Linked DNA regions of Danio rerio: regions 2, 3 and 4 are each linked to region 1. Evidence: chromatin contacts called from public Hi-C and HiChIP or PLAC-seq data. All regions are on one chromosome and are shown on one strand. Each heading gives the region's core, a stretch centred on a gene start, on an enhancer-like site or on the middle of the called end of the contact. The rest is flanking DNA. Distances are from core to core; before and after follow the strand shown.

Region 1 (2,780 bases), core at 111-2,610:
CAATTCTGTTTAATTTACTGAAATAATATTTAGCCATTGTACTGCAACGTTTAGCTAGTCTATAGCCATTCGTGTTCTACTAACACATTAGCCAACAAACTGTTAGCAGAAGGAAATGGATATTTCAGCCCAGGAGGAACAAACTACGTACCACAGTTCCTATGACTTTAGGTTTTTGCTTTAATGCACTTGTTTCTTTTAGATCGGTTTCACAGAAAACAAAACTTCTTAACTAACATAGTTTTGCTTTTGAAATAATTTAAGAATTTGTAAACATTTGCACTAGAAAATATGATGTGAAGCTGAACAACATGTTTTATGTGTGATCAGAAGCTACAGTAAAGGGTACTTCCATATTCTAGTGTTTGGGAGTATAATTAGATCTATTATTTATTTATTTATTTAATTAATTCCTTTTTGGGGGTTTGGGAAGGAACTTTTGGTTCCCAAAAACAATGGTATACAAAACTTTATATAGTGGGATTATAAAGGAATCCACCGTGTTTGTTGAGTAGTGGTCTTTTTGAAACAACAACAACAACATTAAACCTGCGGAAAATATGTATGGGGCTAAGGTGGTTTTTACATTTTTTACTTCTGTTGTTGTCTTGATGAGTGTTGTTATTGGGTGGTGGTTGTATGTATGGAATTGTTGTCTTAAATCCAGTGTTACAGACAAATTTCCTTTCTGTGCCAAGCAGAACGCACAATAAAAAGTTTAAAGTTTAAAGGTAAAAACTGTTAAACTGGTGTTTTAAAACATTAATGTTACAAAATTTTGAGTAATTTATCACATGCATGTTTTGCTGAAATAAACTATTCAAGCAATTAATGAATAAATAAACAGGTTTTGAGGTTAGGCCATGGTTTTGCTTTAACAACCATATTAATTTGTAGCTACTAAAACTGGTACACAAATAAGGCAAAATTTCTATTCAATATCAACACATTAGCCAAACTATAGTCCAACCCAAACATAGGCTACTTGGTTTTTAATCATCTTTAAAAACTGCAAATATCAATTCTGATGTTTTAAAGCATAACTGATATACTAAAGTCCCTTTATGGTATTTGCTGATAACAAATTGTATAACGTTACATTTTTAGTGTGCTTGGGTTGATTCAAACATTTTGCAGTTGATTTTCAAAAACTTTGTGCAAGCTATTAATAGAAAAAAAATTAAATGCAGGCCAAACTGTGTATCTTTTAGCGAAATGATTAAACTATTGTGTTCTGTATGACAGTTCTACTTGACTGACACAACCTTTACTGCTCCCCTCCTACGAATCGTCATCTGAGCATCCGGGTACTAGGCTGCTTGATTGACAGTTGCCATAGCAACAGGCCAGGCTGTCGCCATTTTGTCAGTTGCTTTTTTAATCTTTCAAATGTTTTCGCTTCCCGCCGGAATAATGCAGTCACGCGCTCCTAACAGTGACAGTTTCGAAAAGCCTTCGCCAACCGGGTCGGACTAAAAACCACATCGGGGACAAAGAATCGGAATGTCTGGAGTATATTTGGTGGGCTAGTAGTCCGTGTCTCGGGTCCGCCGGGCCGGTCCGCTGCGCAGGTTTGGAACGCGCGCCATTTTGTGAAAACTGACAGAAAATCTTAACGGGTTTTGTTCACATTTTTACGCAGCTCTTTTTACGGCATCCTCACGCCGTTGTTTTTTCGCGACTAATTTTGCCTTTGAACCCCGTTAATTCGCGTCTCCGCCTCTCCAGGAGCGAAGAATCTTCAATGCGCGTTTCCGAGCGCTAGCTGGTTAGCTGCGTTCGTTCAAGTCACTGAGACAGAGCGCTAACTAGCCGCTAGCCTTCACTTCACCACTTATAAACCATGATCAACGCACAAATGAAGTCTGACACGGGCAAACACGAACTGGAAAGACGCTGTTGTACCTGTCAGCTCAAATAGGAAGGCGTTTAGCCCCGTCTGGCTCAGTACATTAGGGGTGTCTTATTGGAAGCAGCGTAGAGAAACTGGATCAGTCGCTTTACCTTACTGGATCTGGGACTTTAAATGAAGATCACACCATTAAAGGTGAGTCTTTGACATTTGTGGAGGTCTAAATGGATCATATAGCCTCTGTGGATTTGTTTACAAACTGTGAATGGTGGAAGCTACAGGCTAGGATTATTCGGCCTAACGGCTAGCCGATTAATAACTTTCTTCTGTTAGTTAGCGATCATTGTTAGCTCGTCCGATCACCTCCGCGTGCTTTTACACTCCCCCTAAGCATTTGCACAAGTTTTAGGATAACGTTAGCCTGTTAGTGGTCAAACCGGTAACGCAACCCGTGTGTAGCAACACTAACGTTAGGTCAGCTTGTTAGAGCAAACGTCGTGTGTGTTTTGCTAAGCCTAGTGATTTTATACACCATCAGAAAGTCGGCCAGCTGGTGATTAGAGAAGTGTAACTTAACGTTATGATCACATCATCTGTCTGATGGGAGTGTTTGGTTGGTAACGCTGCTGGTGATGAGGATGATGATGGCGATGATGATGAAGCCCCATGACTAGCGTGTTGTCAGTTAGCCATCAGGCTGGTTTCCTGTCGGGGGAGGGGGGGCTGACATTAGCCAGCGATGTGATGCCTAACCATAGTTATCCAGCAAACATTGCTCAGTCATGTAGTACGTTACGAGTTTAGACTTTTGCGTGACGTTAAACGAGTCCGATCGAGCCCGATGAATGGCTAGTTCAGCTAGAGAGGTAAGGTCCGCTTTACCTGTCTCTATCACTCCGTTTAACTCTGGCTACTTTGCTCGCTTTAC
Region 2 (2,780 bases), core at 73-2,572, 240 kb after region 1:
ACATGCAAACAACATCACGTAAATATTTACCTTTTATGTCATAATTTTATTTACAAATTTATATTTTTACCACTCCATAAGCAAACCAAGAAATATATATATATATATATATATATATATATATATATATATATAAAAATCTGGCTACTATAGACTATATAAATAAATCTCTCTCTCAAAGCTATAAAAAGGATAAGAATATAATTGGGAAAGTTTAGTCATTGCAAGTGCTACTGAACTAAAAAATCCAGACTCCTTCTAAGAGGAAAATGTTTTGTAGATGAGAACTAAAAGACACTTGCGACGAGATAAACACTGAAAAGTAGTGGTTATGAAAGAAATCTCAAAATAACCAATTGTTATGCTTGCAGCGTCTTGATTTTGCACTGCTGCTGTTGTACATCATCACTTTCCCTGAAGCTGTTTTTCCACTTCAGAGATACTTCATGCCAACTACTTGTTCCAGTCAGTAAGTTCAGCAAGTGTTTACCAACGTTAGCAAACACGACCCAAATAACACAACAAAGCCGCATCCCACACGCAAACCTCCGTTTACACAACACCATAACACACCTGAACGCCTAACATACGTTTATAAAGCGGGTGTTTAGTTCGTATAAAGAGCAACAGGCCTCTGTTTGATTGACTGGCCGGCTAAAAATGGCTTCTGGCCCACAGTCAGTTGATCTCTTACCAGACAGAATAGATTGGAGTGGCAGTCCTCCAGGCTCGCCCCGTTGGGTACAAAACAAGAACTCATCATCAAAGCGCAGTCCGGCGAGCCATCCTCTCTTTCAGATCCCAGGAACAGATGATGCGATCGAGGCTTTTGGACCGGGTCTCCGTGTCTCGGACACAATCAGCAGGACGGCTCCGCGTCCAGCGAGCTAATTAGCTTAGCTCCGCTATTATTCCGCTAGAGGTTACTCGCTTACGTTACCAAGAAAAATGCGCTAAAAACTTTACCATGATCCGCGGCGAGATATGCTGTTCTCCCCGCGGATTTCGCTACATTAAATAATATGCAAGTACAGCAGTCCGAGGGGGTAGGGAGGTGAATTCAGCCCTCCCCCTTTAGCTTAGCCTAGCATCAGGCTAGCTGGATGTTAGCCTTGGCTAAGCGAGGCAGCAACAAACAGTTCAAGACAGAAGAGTTCAGCTGTAAATCTCGCTAAAATCACACTCTCCTCTTCAGGTCGTTGTCGGGCTGTCGTTGACGGCCATTCGCGAAGAAGTTGGTGATAAAAAGTGTAGCGTCGTGGATTAAAAAGCGCAGTTAAAAGAGGCTGTGCCGTGCAGCGCTCAGCTGTGTCTCACTGGTTTGTTTGAATACATTGGTCGCATCCTTTAATGGCGGCCACAGGGACACAACTCCACTACACTCGACTCCAGGCTGCTCTACTCTACTCTACTCGCCTGCGATTGGCAGCGCCGCGACTCGCGAGAGGAAAGAGTCGATGCTGGATTCCACAAAGATCCAAAAGAGTCGACTCATCACCAACAGAGCTGTCAAATCACTCCTTTTAGGGAAATAGATCTGTCTAACGCTGACCAAACATGTATACTTATTTAATGCTTAAAAGCAGTGTTGGGTAAACAAAAGATTATATATATATATATATATATATATATATATATATATATATATATATATATATATATATATATATATATATATATATATATATATATATATATATATATATATATATAGAGGGATGAATTATTTTTACCTTACAATATATTATAGCAATAACAATATATATATATATATATATATATATATATATATATATATATATATATATATATATATATATATATATATATATATATATATATATATATATATAAATATATATATTGCATTTTCAATCTAAAAAATAACTTACTTAGAAATAAGTTAACACATACTTTAACATTTCACATACTTAAAAATTAACTAAGTAACGCAAAGTAACCCAATATATATTGTTATATTGTTATATATATTGACTTGGGTGGAAAGAGGCAGTAAAATATTATTATAATTTTCAAAATTTCAATAGATCAAAAAAACAATGTGGTGATGAATAAATTCATATTAAATAAATACAAAGTTTAACCCTTTGATGCACAAGCTATGAAAACCCCTAAAAAAACTATCTAAAATTTTAGGTTATTTTATGCTTGGCTGAACTTCTTTTTTTACTTTTTAAATCAGTTTATTTCAGCATTAAATATTTCACAAGTATTAAAAATATCTTTTATTTCAGCGACCACAAATGAATACTCACATTTTTTGTGTTTGTTGATCAAGTTTACATACATCAGTCAAACATAATCCGTCTGTGCAATTGTGATAAGACAAATTTAATATTAATTATTTTAAAATGTATTAATTTGTTAAAAATATCATCACTGATAACCGATGACATACTAATTCATAACTGTATGAATTGGAGTGAAATGTATTTTTATACTTGAAAAACACGAGAACACCCCTCACAGAGCTCCCCTTTAAATGAATATTTTCTATAAGATGCTTTACAATAAAATACAATGAATGAGTACCAAAGCCGAAACTGGACCCAGTCTAACTAAAAAAAAAAAACTTGTAATAGACAGGAAAAATCAAGAGAAACATTAAATATAATTGTTTGCATTTTTTTTTGCAACAACTCATTTGAATTTAAATTAATTATTCTTGAATTCCTTAATAAATTACTAAACTCGAAATAAATGTAACTCTTCCATTTAAATGCAGCTCAAAGATATGTTCACTGAGATATTGACAAAAA
Region 3 (2,780 bases), core at 86-2,585, 210 kb before region 1:
ATAAGCAATTAAGATTTTTTCATTTTTAATCTAAGAAGATTTAATATAATCCAATAGATTTGTTCAATGTATCCTTCATCTAATGATCCCAGATGTAGTTGACTTTTCTCTTCTGTAGGATACAGAAGGTTATTTTGTATTTATTTATATTAGCTTTTCTAACGGACTTGCATACAAATCCCTGAAGACCTCCATTTCAGTGTTAAGATATATATAATGTCATGCTCTACTCATGAAAAGGGATCTAGAATGACCTCTTGATTTTTTGTAAAACTCTTTCTTTCACTGCATCCTGATAAAAAATGTATTTACTTTTATTTAAAATGCATCTCGTTTTTAGCTTGAACTTCAAACTTTGTTTCCTAACTTGAACACATTTAACTTTATTTTGGCACTGTTTTTTTTCTCTCTATGATAAATCAGTGTTATTTTCTGGTCGCTTTGGATAAACGTTTGCCCTGTTTGCTCCGAGATGAGTCCAAACTATTATGCAACATCCGTGATTTCCATAAGTATTGTAGGATTTTAAGAGTTGGAAGTGACCGATTATAGATACTGGAATGATTTTCCAGAACATTCAATGGGATAAAGTACCGTTATTAAGCGCGTGCGCACGCAAAACCTTTCGAAAACGTTCAAATACCACAAATTCTTAACGTTCGAGAACATTCCGTATAATTATTGACGGTTTGTGAGCAAACTGATTTAATGTTTGCAAACTATTTAATGTTTGCAGTGCCTGAATAACACATTAACATAAACACACATCGCTCAAAACATGAAACTTTTGTTTTCAGATTATTTTCTCGTCCTCGAGCAGATGTTGCGAAAATGACAGCGTCACTCACTTTCACTGTTTACAATGACATTAGGTTTATGTGAAATGGTGATTTTCATAGCAATTTTATAATAACAACAAAAGCCCATTAAGATGCTAAGTAACTATCGGATTGCAGCTAATTTTATGTATCAGTCAGCGTAATAGCATGCATAAATGACTGTTAAAGTTTCAATGCATGACAATAATATTAAAAATCAAAATACTTCTCACCAGTAATACTGCCGAGTCTGTGAATCACCTGTGGTGTAGCAGCTCGAGAAATGCGCACACGAGTTCTGTCTGGCAGCAGAAGAGAGCTGTGATGCGTTTTAACACTTCCAGAGAACAGTCCAGAACATGAACCGAGCACTGCAGCCAATCACATCATCGGAACTTTTCCCTGCTGAAGTCAGCCTATAAACGTGCAGAATGTTCTAAAAGAATCGATCCACGGAGTCCCAGAACATTCCAGACTGTTTAAAGAAGTGATGGGAGAAACGATGATTCAGTCCAAACACTGCATGGTATTGACGCCTGCTGGACAGAACGGTGTAATGCAACAAAGCTCAGGCCAAACCTATGGGCCAACATGCGCAAAGGCAGCTTTATTCACTGCATATAAAAAAAATCTAAATTATCCTATTACATGCAATTAAGGAATCATTTATTGGCGTCAAACAAACAAACAAACGTCTGTACAAAGTACTGAAAAAGTACAAAGTACACTGTTTTTTGCAGGGCTGCTTTATTTGTTGAAATGAAAGTTCAGCTAAATAAGCTACTTTTATTACCATTCATTCTAGTCCCAAATCAGAAAAGGTTGGGACAGTATGGAAAACGCAAATAAAAAAAGAAGGTAGGGATTCTACATTTATTTTGACTTGTATTTTATTGCAGCCAATTCAACAAACATTTAATTTGTTTGTCATGGTATTTATAGTTGTTGTTTATTTTTAGTTTAGTTTTGTTTTGTTTTCAAAATAAATACATGTTCCAATTTAGATTATTTTTACATGTTTCAAAAAAGTTGGAACAGTTATGCATTTACCACTATGTAATATTGCCATTCCTTTTCACAACACTTAAAAGATGTTCATAGACTGACATGAAGTGTTGAAGTGTTTCCGGAATAATTTTGTCTCATTTTTCTTGCAAACAAGTCTTAAAGTAGGCAACAGTACGGGATCTTTGTTGTCTCATTTTGCACTTTAAAATGTGCCACACATTCTCTATTGGAGACAGGACAGGACTGCAGGCAGGTCAGTTAAGCACCTGTATCCCCTTCCTCCACAACCAGGACTTTGTAATGTATGCAGAATTTGGTTTTGCAGTGTCTTGTTGAAATATGCATGGGCCTCCTGGAAAAGAAGGCAGCATATTGTGCTCCAACATCTCTATATTTTTCACTATTAATGGTGCCATCACAGAAGTCCAAGTTACCTTTGCCAAGGGCACTGACAGCACCCCATACCATGACGCACCTTGGCTTTTGGACTTTTTGTTGGTAACAGACTGAATGATTCTTTTCTTCTTTGGTCCAGAGCACACATTGTCCATTACTCCCAAAAATACCTGAAATACTGATTCATCTAATCACAGGCACATTTTCATTGTGTGGTGGTTCATCCCAGATTACACCAAGTCCACGGCGCTTCTGGACATGTAAGAAAATAGGTAATGGGACAAACCGACACAAAATCAAATAGATTGTTGTCAGACTTGATGCTTTGTGCAGATGTGCTGTTCTTGTCACAACCAGTTTGTCATTTCTTAATAGGTTTGTTTTTATTTACTGATTTGATGCTAGTTTTTTGATTCTTCAAAGAAGGTTCTGAGAACATGTCAAATACCCCATGGAAACCTTTCAGGTTTGTTCTAAAAACCTTCTGAGAATGCACAGATAACTTCCAAGAACTTTGTGGAAACCTTCTTTCAGGGACATTCTAGGAATTCTTCGAGT
Region 4 (2,780 bases), core at 167-2,666, 160 kb before region 1:
TTTGAGAGCGCTGAGATTAGACAAAACATGTGACGGCACTGTCAGTTGACCATGAGAAGGGGCAGACCTTTAGATCGAGCACATTTATGGAAAATTATTAAGTTTGCTATTGAACTGAAATTGCATAATGCTGATCCCACTTAGGGGTAATGTCAGGAAAATGGACTTAATATGTTCTATTAACATTATAAGATTATATCTATGTAGCTACAAACACACACACACACTGTGTGCATTTGTCTTTAAAAAAGTTCCTTACAAGACCATATGACTGTATTTATTGCTTAAGACACCAGCATGTCAAGTTAGCTCTGCAAATATTTGAAAACAGCTCACTGAGACACTATTTACTCTGGGTTACACCTTGATCAAAACAAGCCTTAAAGAAATGACAAAGGCAGCCTAATAACATTATACAAACAGCCATGACAATGAAATAGCAATGAGATTTAAATACTTTACACTGGTTAGGAGCTTAATAAGCATGGGTAACTGAAATGCAAGTTCTTTAATGTGAAGTCTGCAATTATGATTAAGCATTTGGTAGAATGAGAGAAAATAAAACATATTTAGCTCATCAGTAAAGGGTTTAACATGCTGATTGATTGGCAATATTTGTTGCTGTAATTCCACATCCTGAATCCTGTGTCTGACTGAAGACGTTTTGGCTCATCAAATGAAGCTCTTCATTGCAAATTGCATTAGGGTGAATTAAATTTAATAAGTTCTTAAGAGGCAAACTGCAGTTTTTGAAAAGCAGCAGGCCTATATTTTACATATCAACTTTAAGTCGCACTTTTGGCCATTTGTTTCTTCTGTTCATGCCAATTTAACCACAATGAGCCCTTTAGAGCTTCAAGAGTTTATCAGTTGACTTCTTGAACTTGTAATTGAATTTAATAAACAGGATAATGTGGTGTAGTCCTGTTTGCGATGGTAAAAGCACAGCTGTCTCGGGATTCATGTGCTTTCAGTTTGTTTTTTGTTGAATTGTACTGTTATAATGCATTAACATTATAAACGCAATGGAACCATAAGTATCTTAATGAACCTATACATTAACTAACTTTAGTTAATTAAGTTAAATTGTGTTCCACCATTCATTTGAAAATAGTTTCGGTAATCCCTCAAAATCAACCAGAGAGTACTTCTCTCACATTAAAAACTATGTAAATATATAGGCTACTTTTGTAGCTTTATCTCAGTCTATCGATCAAGACACGTCATATATTTTACGCAAGACCCAATAGCACAACGACAGCGTTGGATAATTTATATTCACACACTTAACTTAAAAAGTAAAGTCGATTCAAGCTTAACGACAGGTGTATATCCATTAGAAAGGCGTTAGCTTACCTTGTTTCCGTGGCAGAACTTCTGGAGCGCTTCACTGACGCGCAGCTCAGAGCACATCTTCACCCGTTGAGCGAACCGTCCCGAAGGGTTGAACGCAGTCTTGACGTTGAATACCTGTCGACCAATCAGAGACTAAGTTTGTGCGTTCGACGCGACGCGTGATGTGCGTAGTGCGCCTCAGCACCTTGCGCAAAGAAAACGCATTGTGTTGCCCGAAAGTATAATGTAAGCCATATAGAATAATAAAGCCAATTATTACGTAATTTATAAGCCATTTAAAGTGCTCAGTCTTGTTAAATATATTGTTCTTTTAAAACTGAGGTAAAATACCTGTCAAAATTTGCTCACCCTTCACTCTTCTAAACATGTCTGACTTGGCTGCATTCTTGTTAAACACAAAAGAAGTTATTTCGAAGAAAGCTGGGAAAACATGTAATCGTAGACTTCTATAGGATTTGTTTTTCCTGCTTGGGGAGGAAAATAGGAAAGTCTTCTTTTGTGCTCAACAGAATAAAGAAGAAACTCACAGGTTTGGAACTACTTGCGGGTGGTAAACTATATGAGTTATATATTTGTTTTATGAATGGATAACTATTCTGTTTTTACATTTAAGTAAGAAAATTATACATTCTTGTTACATTTATTATGTTTGTTTAATATTCCACAACATAATAGGCACCTCATGTAAAACGGAGATACTTTTTTTCACCTTAATAATCTATTTAATTCTGTGTAATTTATAGTGCTCAGATTAATGTGTAAGCCTACTGCTGTTATGCAACTTATGCAAGTTTATTTAGTTTATTTTTTTTTTGCTGAATTCTGATATACAACAAAACTGAGTGTTCCTATTGCAGTGACCACTTTTTTAACCTCTCAGAAAAAAAAATTGTTTAAGTCACTCAGAATTCAATTCACTATTAATAATTCACACCAACAATGATACAGCGTAGTTTGAAATTAACTTTGGAGCAGTGGAAGATTGTCACGTAATAAGTCTTTTACTTCAGATAGCCATGCACATCTGCACCATTTACCAGGAGAAGTGATGGCACCATTATACACTGTGGGACAATGGCAAGCCAATAGAGGGAGCCTGGTGATGGCAGTGTCCTGCGGCAAACCCTGGTCGGCTCATCATATTTATGCTACTTACCTAAGCATGGTTTCAGACCAGGTAAACCCCCTTCAGGACAGTGGTGTTCTCTGGTGGATGTGGCCTCTTTCAGGATAGTGTGGTCTGCCACAATATACAGTACATGTTGTTTTGGAAAGGTTGAATAGTTGTAGGTTTTGCTTTGGCCTCCGAATTCCCATGGTAATAATTACACAAGTTTGATCTTTGGTGGCTTCACCCTAAAACCTACTTGAAGGATCTGCTTAGACAATTTTGGTTCCAGACCTAACAGCACACCTCCAGGTTT

Evidence for each region. Hi-C and Micro-C count contacts between places; a contact is called where the count stands out from the background. HiChIP or PLAC-seq counts read pairs in DNA pulled down with a chosen protein or histone mark.
Region 2: a contact with region 1 is called in a Hi-C map of hematopoietic stem cells, with 4 times the contacts expected there. The contact joins the promoter of med13b here to the promoter of dyrk1ab in region 1. A contact is called at or near these places in 1 of 18 Hi-C or Micro-C datasets (hematopoietic stem cells) and 1 of 4 datasets of contacts at active chromatin or transcription factors (embryo).
Region 3: an H3K4me3 HiChIP or PLAC-seq map of gastrula embryo shows a contact between it and region 1, with 2.5 times the contacts expected there. The contact joins the promoter of hspa8b here to the promoter of dyrk1ab in region 1. A contact is called at or near these places in 1 of 18 Hi-C or Micro-C datasets (an unstated tissue) and 2 of 4 datasets of contacts at active chromatin or transcription factors (embryo and gastrula embryo).
Region 4: a contact with region 1 is called in an H3K4me3 HiChIP or PLAC-seq map of gastrula embryo, with 3 times the contacts expected there. The contact joins the promoter of sytl2b here to the promoter of dyrk1ab in region 1. A contact is called at or near these places in 2 of 4 datasets of contacts at active chromatin or transcription factors (embryo and gastrula embryo).

What each region holds. Positions count from the first base shown.
Region 1 is chr15:22,338,387-22,341,166 of GRCz12tu, forward strand. It overlaps dyrk1ab (dual-specificity tyrosine-(Y)-phosphorylation regulated kinase 1A, b), which reads left to right and starts at 1,361. Exons shown (of 11, transcript NM_001347831.1): 1 at 1,361-2,047.
Region 2 is chr15:22,579,416-22,582,195 of GRCz12tu, forward strand. med13b (mediator complex subunit 13b) reads right to left here and starts at 1,323. Exons shown (of 30, transcript NM_001083838.2): 1 at 695-1,323. The coding sequence starts at 763.
Region 3 is chr15:22,131,474-22,134,253 of GRCz12tu, forward strand. hspa8b (heat shock protein family A (Hsp70) member 8b) reads right to left here and starts at 1,336. Exons shown (of 9, transcript NM_001200012.1): 1 at 1,052-1,336.
Region 4 is chr15:22,179,035-22,181,814 of GRCz12tu, forward strand. It overlaps sytl2b (synaptotagmin-like 2b), which reads right to left and starts at 1,417. Exons shown (of 19, transcript XM_696185.11): 1 at 1,357-1,417.